Linked DNA regions of Mus musculus: region 2 is linked to region 1. The links are chromatin contacts, called in public Hi-C maps. All regions are on one chromosome and are shown on one strand. Each heading gives the region's core, a stretch centred on a gene start, on an enhancer-like site or on the middle of the called end of the contact. The rest is flanking DNA. Distances are from core to core; before and after follow the strand shown.

What was found. A called contact is a pair of places that touch in the nucleus more often than the background predicts.
Region 2: a Hi-C map of liver shows a contact between it and region 1, with 2.4 times the contacts expected there. The contact joins two enhancer-like sites. A contact is called at or near these places in 11 of 484 Hi-C or Micro-C datasets (cerebellum, embryonic stem cells, liver and 2 more) and 1 of 9 other capture datasets (embryonic stem cells).

What each region holds. Positions count from the first base shown.
Region 1 is chr2:169,946,158-169,950,623 of GRCm38.p6, forward strand. It overlaps a transcript of Tshz2 not described here. Among named protein-coding and RNA genes, the nearest start is that of AY702102, 15 kb to the right of the region's middle. Within about 2 kb of position 1,409, at least 9 of the 459 cell types and tissues checked have an H3K27ac peak or open chromatin away from gene starts, as enhancers often do. A contact at or near this core is called in liver, where this site is marked.
Region 2 is chr2:170,088,817-170,093,314 of GRCm38.p6, forward strand. No RefSeq gene overlaps it. Among named protein-coding and RNA genes, the nearest start is that of A630075F10Rik, 20 kb to the left of the region's middle. Within about 2 kb of position 2,950, at least 12 of the 459 cell types and tissues checked have an H3K27ac peak or open chromatin away from gene starts, as enhancers often do. A contact at or near this core is called in liver, where this site is marked.

The DNA of each region.
Region 1 (4,466 bases), core at 159-2,658:
ATGTGAGATTCGAGGAAAACTGGCTCCGGGTGCAAGCGTTGCAACTAAATTGTTCTTTTTTTTTTTTTTTTTTTTTTCCAAATAACACCTCATTTCAATAAGCTGTCTCCAGTACTTCCCCATTAAAACCTCATGTATGGGCTCAGTGTCGGCTTCAAGGCTTCAAGTTGGTGCCTCTCAGGAAGCAAATACCCCTGAGAACAGAGGCTCGTTATTTGGTTAATAACAGTGGCAGAAAGCAGGGCGCTGTTTAGCGGAAAGCAATGGTCCAAGAAAAGGCCACTGATATTCCCAAATGCAGTGATGTCTCATTTTCCAGGCTAATTTCCCAGCATGAAAAATCCTAAGCACCAGGGCTGAAAAGGTTTCAGCCACACTGAATTCCCTGGTTTGGGACAAAAGATGTTGGGGTGGGGGTGGAGGAAGCAATCCTACTCATCTTATTCCCTGGTTCCCAAAGAATCAAAAATAAGGATTAAAATGGTCACCTTCACCTGGAAAAGTGGGGAGTGACAGTGTTGAGTCCTTTTAAATATGTGTGAGCCATAGAGAGCTCACAGACAAAGGTAAGGACCTCTCTGGACTCTGATGACCACAGATAGCAGCCTGTCTGTGCCCAAGACTGCGGTAGAAGGGTCATGACACACTCTAAATGAAGGTGTTGGTGGTTCAGGAAGAGGCAGCAAGCCTGTCTCCCCTCTCTCAACCCAGAAGCATTTTCACATTAAAGATGTTTGAGTCAGTCAGACTTTTGAAGAGCCGCTTTGACGTCAGAATGACAGCCTTGAGTCTAGCAGCCATGTGCCCAGCAGTGAGACTACAGATCTTCACAACATGTGTGGGTTTTCCCTAAGGAGGATGTTGGAGTAACTCCCACCCAAGGCCTGCGGAAGCAGTGTAGATTTTCTTACACACACGCTCTTCACTGAGCAAGGGGGAAGCATCAATCACAAACACTGTGTTTGCACAGGTCGTCTTTGTGCTGAAGCAAAGTATGCATGCATTCAGTTGACCAGACTTCTGTTCTGCCAAGTGGAGAGCTTGTTTTGGGGGTGGGGCTTGGGGAACCCCTCTGAAGCATTGCGGGGACAATGAGAGGTCCAGCTGTGAGAGGTCTGCCAGGAGTGAAGGATGCCTGGTGACAGGGACTCTCACCTTGTGTCTTTGGTCTTGTTTTTTAAAGAGCACAGGACCTGAGAAGTCAAGCCCAGCCAGTGCTTGTAAACCAATGGCCAAATGACTAAGCCAACCAGAAGACAGGAAGAGGCTAACCAGGGTTCAGAGAAGAGTAAACAGTTAACCCAGGCAGAGAGGTTGGGTACCAACAAGAGAGGGGCAGGGATGTAATCAAGGCCTTGAAGGATGTGTAAAGTTCAGAGGGTGGAGAAAGACAAGCCTGTCTCAGAACCATCCCTTTGGGAGCTGGGAGATGACGCAGTGAGGAAAGAGTTTGCCATGCAAGTGTGAGAACCTGAACAGAGCCCAAACACCCACATTTAAAGCCATAAAAAAAATCATTGATCCCAGGGCTTGCAGGCCAGCTGAACTGGTGAGCTTCCAGTTCAGTGAGATACCCTGTTTCAAAAACGAAAACAGAACAGCTGAGAGAGACACCCTCTGCCACACATGCATATGTACACACAGGCCCAGGAGCACACACACAGGCACACTCACATACACACTCACTTCTGGGGTATAGAGCCTTATGATTCAGCCCCCGAGGCTTTCCACAAATCTCCAGTTTTTCTAGAACTCACAGAGCAGACACCACCCAGAATTCCCCAAAGTGTCCCTCAGTGGCATTGCTGTTGCTGCTCAGGGCTTCCAGTCATGGTAGGGTCTGCAGGGGGTCCAATGGGTGGCAGCAGATGAATCCCGAACCTCCTTGGGACACCACAGTTGGCAGCCTAGACAGGAACAGTCGCAGTTCTCCTGAGGACAGAAAGGAAGAGCTGCAGGGTGCAGGCTGCAAGGGCTGAGATCTGACCAGTCGCAGGGGTCAGAAGGCTTCAGCTCTGGGCGATCATCCATTCATTTATGTACCTGACATTTCCCGAACATTTTTCACATTCTAGGCACTACAGGATGGCCAAATAAAAAAGTTCCCTTGTACAATTTATAGCACAAAGAATGAGAATCGATAGCTTTGTTTATTTGGTGCTTACTACGGGCCAGGAATGTCCAGTACTTTGCATTGATTACAACACTTAAGTAACATGAGGCCAAACCCAGCTTTTCAGCATCGCTGGCCAGTGTTGTCATCTACAAGTTCAGCCTCACCAACTGTGCAAATTATACAACAAAAACCTCCCCAGAACTTCCATAAGTTTTAAACAACTTTACAATATTGTACTGGGCACATCTATAGTCCTCCTAGGGCACATGTGTCCCATAAGCTGTACAAAAAAAAAATCTCTAAGCTACAACTGCACTCCCCAGGAAACAGACCCGGAGACTTGAGGCAAGAGTTCCAACTGGGATAGAGAGCCCTGGCATTTGACCTCAGCGATAAGATTGTCTCCCAGAGCTTCGGAAAGGGTCATCATCCATGAGGTTCACTCTGAGAGGGGACATCTGAGTAGCACACAGATGACGAGGACCCAGCCATGGCAGGATCTGAGAGAGGCGCTCTGAGGAGATTGCAAAGTTGAGGTTCTATGGAGGACATGTGGAGTACAGTGTGTCACAGGGAATATTTGAAATTGAGGAAGTCATTTATGGAAACCCATGACTGGGATAATGTCCACTCAGTGGTTGGGGCTAAAATGGAGGATACACTTGAGCCGTGCTCTCCCACACACGATCTATGCCACCATAGACTCCACCAGTCCTGCTCACACACTGAGCTTCCCTCTGTTGTGTAGAACCCGTGAGTCACCAATCAATCTCTCCCTCAAAGAAAGCATCCCAGCACACACTCTGAGATGTCAAGGGACTCTTGGGTCCCAGAGTGGCTGGTATACTAGAAAATACCAAATTCATGGTCCAGAACTTACCAAGAAAACCTGCCAAGAATGGTCAAGGGCTGTCTCCTAGAGACATACTTCTAGCCCTGTGATTGGCTGTCTTTTCCATCATTCATTGTATGGTAATGATTGACCTGGGGCTCGGGGAGGTGTAGGGAGATAGATCAAAGGGAAAGCATTTGTCACACAAGCCTGGGGACCAGGATTCAGATCTCCAGGACTCACAGGACACAGCAGCTCACACCTCCGATCCCAGCGTTCCTAGGAGGAGATGGGAGGTACAGAGAGGAGAATCTGCAGCTGCTCAAACATCATCAAACCCAGTGAGCCCGAAGCAGACAGTGGGGAAACCCTGTCTCAGACAATGTGGAAGGCCACCACTAACACCCAGTGTCGTTCTCCACGTGCGTTCCACGGCAGATAGATGCGCACCCTACACACACACATGTACATATGTGCATTTATACACACACACTCATACCACACACACACCACACACTCATACACATACACACACATGCACACACACATACACACTCACACCACACACACCACATACATACACACACTCACATACACACTCTCACACACACATTCACATACCCACACTTACACACACATACTCACACTCACACCACACACTCACATATACACACTCACACACATACACACTCACACACATACACACTCACACCACACACACATACTCACACTCACACCATACACATATACACACACATATGCAGAGGGAGATTTTAAAAAAAATGTTTTCTGAGTACAGAATCAGCATTAAATAGTCATCAGAGAAACTCCGTGCTAAGAACCTTAGAACCTAGTTCAAAGAAAGAAAATAGACAAGAGCGTCAGGGTATGATGGGCTTTGAATGGAAAGATGCAAACAGGATGGCTACAGAGCCATTGCTCTCTGCGACCCCCAGCAGTAAAAGAGTGGTCAGTTTGCCAAATACATCAGTGACCAACACTCCAAGGCCAGGCCAGAGTGAACCTGGCATTCAAGGGACAGAGAGATACTAAGGCCACAACTCTGGGAAGTTAAAAACAAGTAGAGGAGTCAGTCTGAGATCTGAACTCCACGGTGACCAGGAAGTAACATGGAGCACCTCGGGGGGTTCTGAAGAAGAGGCCAAGGTGAGACAGAGGCAGAGCCGAGACAGCACGCTATCTCAGAGGCCGGCACCGCTGTGACCAGGAAGTTCACCAGCTCACACCACTGAGTTGCCAGGAACTAGCCATAACTCCCAACATGCTCCATCTATGCTGTCTTAGGAGAAATCTATATAAACACGCAGCGGCGTATAAACGACTGGCAGTGAGTGGGTCCTTCTCAGACTTATTCCATAATAGAGTGACTGTGACTTAGCTCTTTGACAATAATGCTGCATGTCAAACCATAACAAAAATAGTGAGCTGTCCCCAGCTCCTGTGTCTTGGCTAAGCGATTGATCATTCGCAAGCCATTCACAATTGATCATTCCCTAT
Region 2 (4,498 bases), core at 1,700-4,199, 140 kb after region 1:
AACCACATGGTGGCTCACAACCATCCGTAATGAGATCTGACACCCTCTTCTGGTGTGTCTGAAAACAGCTACAGCATACTCATACACAGAAAGAAAAAGAAAGAAAGAAGGAAGGAAAGAAAGAGAGAGAGAGAGAGAGAAAGAAAGAAAGAAAGAAAGAAAGAAAGAAAGAAAGAAAGAAAGAAAGAAAGAAAGAAAGAAAGAAAGAAAGAAAGAAAGAAATATTAAAAAAAAAGAAAGAAAGTTTGAGGTCTGTGTGGTGTTTGTAGTAAGTGCTAGGTCAAGGAAGGCTACAGAGAAAGAGCTCACTTCAACAACAACACACACACACAAGAAGGAAGAGCAGAAAGAAAGGAAAAGAAAAGTGAAATAGAAGAAGAAAAGGATGGAAGGAGGGAGGGAGAGAAAGAGAGGCAGGGAGGGAAGGAGAGAGAATGAAAGGAAGGAGAAAGAATGGTTGAAGGGAACAGGGGAGCCAGCTCTGAGCCTTTGCTACTCTGAGTGTGGACCTCCGAGCAGGAGCTTTGGAGTTCCCTGGGAACTTTGGGTAAAATGCAGCAGGTCAAAGGAGTCCGCCCTGTAACTTCAGGAGATGGCTCCACACACTGAACTCAAGGAGGAAAGGACATCAGAGTCACCTGGGATAGCTGAGGCAAGCAGGTCTCTAAGTCCACCTTGGTTAAATAATCTGGTTATTCGAAGGGCAGGAGCAAAGAAATCATGTATTTGTCCCAGGAGGCTGAGGCAGGAAATCTGTAAAGTTGAGATCAGACCTCATCTTGGGAGATTAAGAGCTGGAGAATGGGGGTGGGGGGGAGAATTCGCCTGGTGAACAGAAAAGCCGAGGGCTCAACTCTCAGCCTGGGTGTATGCGGAGGGGTGAAGATCTGCCTGGGAAGACTACTAAATATGTAAATAGAAATAGGCCAGGCAGGGTGCTATCGAGCATGCCCTTAACCACAGTCCTTGGTAGACAGACAGATCTCTACATTCCAGGCCATTCTGACCTACATAGCAAGTTCTAGGCCAGCTAAGACTACATACTGAGACCCTGCTTCCAAAAAACAATAATAAAATAAAATAAAAAAGGGAGGCGATGGTGGCAATGGCTGAGAGATAAAGAAGACTTTTTCTTTTGCAGAGGACATGGATTGGTTCCCAGGAGCCACACAGCAGCTCACAGCCACTGGAAGCCCAGTTCCAGAGGCTCCAATGCCCTGCTCTGACCTCCATAGGCTTCTGTATTCAGGTGGTGTGGATAGACTCTCGGGCAGGCGACTCGGGCAGACTCACACACATGCAGACCCATAAGAGTCATCTTTATTTTCTTTTTCTTTTTTAAAGAGAAGAAAGATGAAGGAGAATGAGAAATACCAATATAGATTCACGTATCTGAACACCAGTCTTCAGTTGGTGGCACTGTTGGGAAGGCTACAGCGACAACAGCCTTGTTGGAGGAAGTATGCCACTGGGGGTAGGCTGTGAGACTTCAGAACCCCCCCCCCCACACACACACACACACACACACACACAGTTCAAGTTCAAGTTTGCTCTCTGGGTTGTTTGTGCTTGAGGATGTAATCCCTAAGCTTCCTACTTCTCCGAAGTCTCCTGCCTGCTGCCACCACGCTCCCTCACCAGGATGAATTCTCATCCCTTTGGAACCTTAAGCCAAAATAAGCTCTTTTTTCTCTAAGTCACCCGGTCATGGCATTTTTGCAACAGCAAAGTAATCTCTCCGAAGATGACTACAAGTTGACCCTTCTCTAGCATGGCTCCAGGTGAACGAAACAGTGAAAGTCGTGTGTGTTTTATAGAATGAAATTCACAACAGACGGGAGTGAAATGTAAACGTCTATTTCATCAACACAAAATATTAATTCAACATTGAATCAATATGAAAAACATTTTGATGAGGTCTAACATTCAGGAGACCTGACCCCATCCCCAGGAGAATACATACCCAGCTTAGTGGCACAGACCTGGAATCCCAGCACCCAGCAGGAAGAGACAGATAGGAGGCTCAGGGGTTCAAGGTCATCCGCAGCCAGACAGCAAGTTGGAGGCCAGCCTGGAATACATGAAACCCTTCCTTTTAAAACAGTAACGTTACTGTATTGTTCGTTTCTCTGTTCTAAGGCTTCGCCTTCCTAGGCACGTTTGCACGCATAGCAAATTGAGTCTTGTTTCAAGCACTTGGCAGCCTCACCTGGCTGGTCACCACATGGGATGGTTTGCTGGGCTTGCAATGTCTGTCCTTGAGGAAACCCAGGACTGATGGCACATACCTAGAATCCCAGCAACTTGTGGCATGAAGGTGTGAAGATCAGGAGTTCAAAGTCACCCTCACAGCTGAGACCTGGTCTCAAAAAACCAACAACAAAGCTGGTGATGGTTGCCATAGTAACTCCATTGATGGCTGGTACCTTAAGAAGCAATAGGGCTCAGGGAGGTGCTGGAGTAATGGCTCAGTGGTTGAGAACACTGGCTGCTAGAGGACCTGCAATCGATTCCCTGCACCCACACTGTGACTCACAATAGGCCCCAGGCACACACACAGGTATGACTGTTTTGTCTGCATGCATGTATATGTATCAATCATGTGTGTGCCTCGTGCCCAAAGAGGCCAGAGGAGAGTGTTAGATTACTGAGAACCGGACCCACAGATGGTTGTAAGCCACCATGTAGGTGCAGAGAATTAAGCACAAGTCCTCTCCCAGAGCAATAGATACTGTAAACTGTGGAGCCATCTCCAGCCCCCACAAAAGATGTCTTTTTTTAAAAGGGCAATTAGACTTCTCCCAGGAATGAACGCTGTTACCCACCAGGGTAGGTTCATCATCAAAGGAATGGGTTTGCCTGGACCTTTTGGCTTTCTCTCTGGGGAGTCTGAATTTACACAGGCCTGTTAGGAGACCGTAGTAAATATTTGACCATTAACCATCTTCCCAGAGTTGCTTTCTTCGTTAACCACACCCCATAACCCTCCTTCAGTACAAGGTTCATCTAGCTGTCAGCCAGAGAAACTGTTTTATTGAAAAGACTCATGACATAGTGAACAAAAGCTTAGGAAATAAACTCTAATCCCCAAAGGAGCACTCACTACAGCTCTACTCACACTGAAATATTCAATTTATAGCCTATATCGAATCCTCTGTCTATAATTTATTACCCTAAGTACAGAGGAGGGTTTTTTAATACAAACCAATTTCAGTATACTTTGCTATTTTTCTTGCCTCTGTTAAAGCAGAAATAGCAAATTTTACAGAGCGATTAGGAGACACATGCAATGGAGATTCACAGGAGAACCTCCTCCTACCTCCTGGTTTCCTTCAGACACCAGCTGGGAGTCCAGGATTGGGCTGGGTGTCCCGGACATTTGGATTGCAGCCTGGTCCCAGGTGGTTCTGATATACGCTGAGCACCACAGTTCTTAACGAAACAGAAATGGGGCCAGTGGTGTGGCTTGGAAAAGAAAAAGTGTTTGCTCTGCAAAGCTAATGACCTGAGTTCCATCTGCAAAAGCCATAATGGAGGAGAGACCCGAGTCCCAAAAGTTGTCCTCTGACACCACACACACACACACACACACACACACACAAATAATTGAACGGACTCAGAGAGCCAGGAAGAAAGGTACTGGGGACCCAACAGCATATAGACTAGACAACAACCTTGCCTTGTTAAAGTTGTTCGTAGCCAGGCAGTGGTAGTGCACACCTTGAATTCTAGCACTCAGGAGGCAAGGGCAGGTGGATCTCTGTGAATTCAAGGCTAGCCTGGTCTACAGATTGAGTTTCAGGACAGCCAGAGCTACATGGAGAAGCCCTGTCTTAAAGAAAGAAGGAGGGGGGAAGAGAAGGGAAGAAAGGAAGGAAGAAGAAACAAACAAAGAAAGAGATTTGTTTGTACTTGCTAGGTTTATGACACAAGCTAGTCATCTGAGAGGAGAGACCCCCCCCCCAAAAAAAAAGCCACCTCTGTAAGATTGGGTTGCAGGTAAGCCTGTAGGGTATTTTCTTAGCTAGTTACTGGTGTGGAAAAGCCCAGGCCATTAGGGGTGGTGCCACCCTGGTTTGGTGGTGTGGGTTCTATAAGAAAGCTGTCTGAGCAAGCCACAGGAAGCAAGCCAGTCGGCAGCGCCCCTCCGTGCTCCTGCCTCCAGATTCTCACCCTGCTTGAGTTCCTGTCCTGACTTCTTCTGTGATGAACTGTTAAATGGAAATGTAAGCCAAATAAACCCTTTCCTCCCCAAGATGTATTTGGGCATTGTGTTCCATCACAGCAATAATAACCCTAAGACACTGACGTTCCGAAAATAAGAAAGGACATAAATTTGTAAATTAAATAAACACTGAAGACTGTCCCGGAGCACAAAAAGCTTCACCAAGAAGTGGCATCTGACCAAAGATCCAAGAAGTGGAGGGAGAGGACAGATCTGAAGAAGAGTAACTACAATGGGGCAGACATTCTCTGCTTTATGATGCTCTCTCTCTCT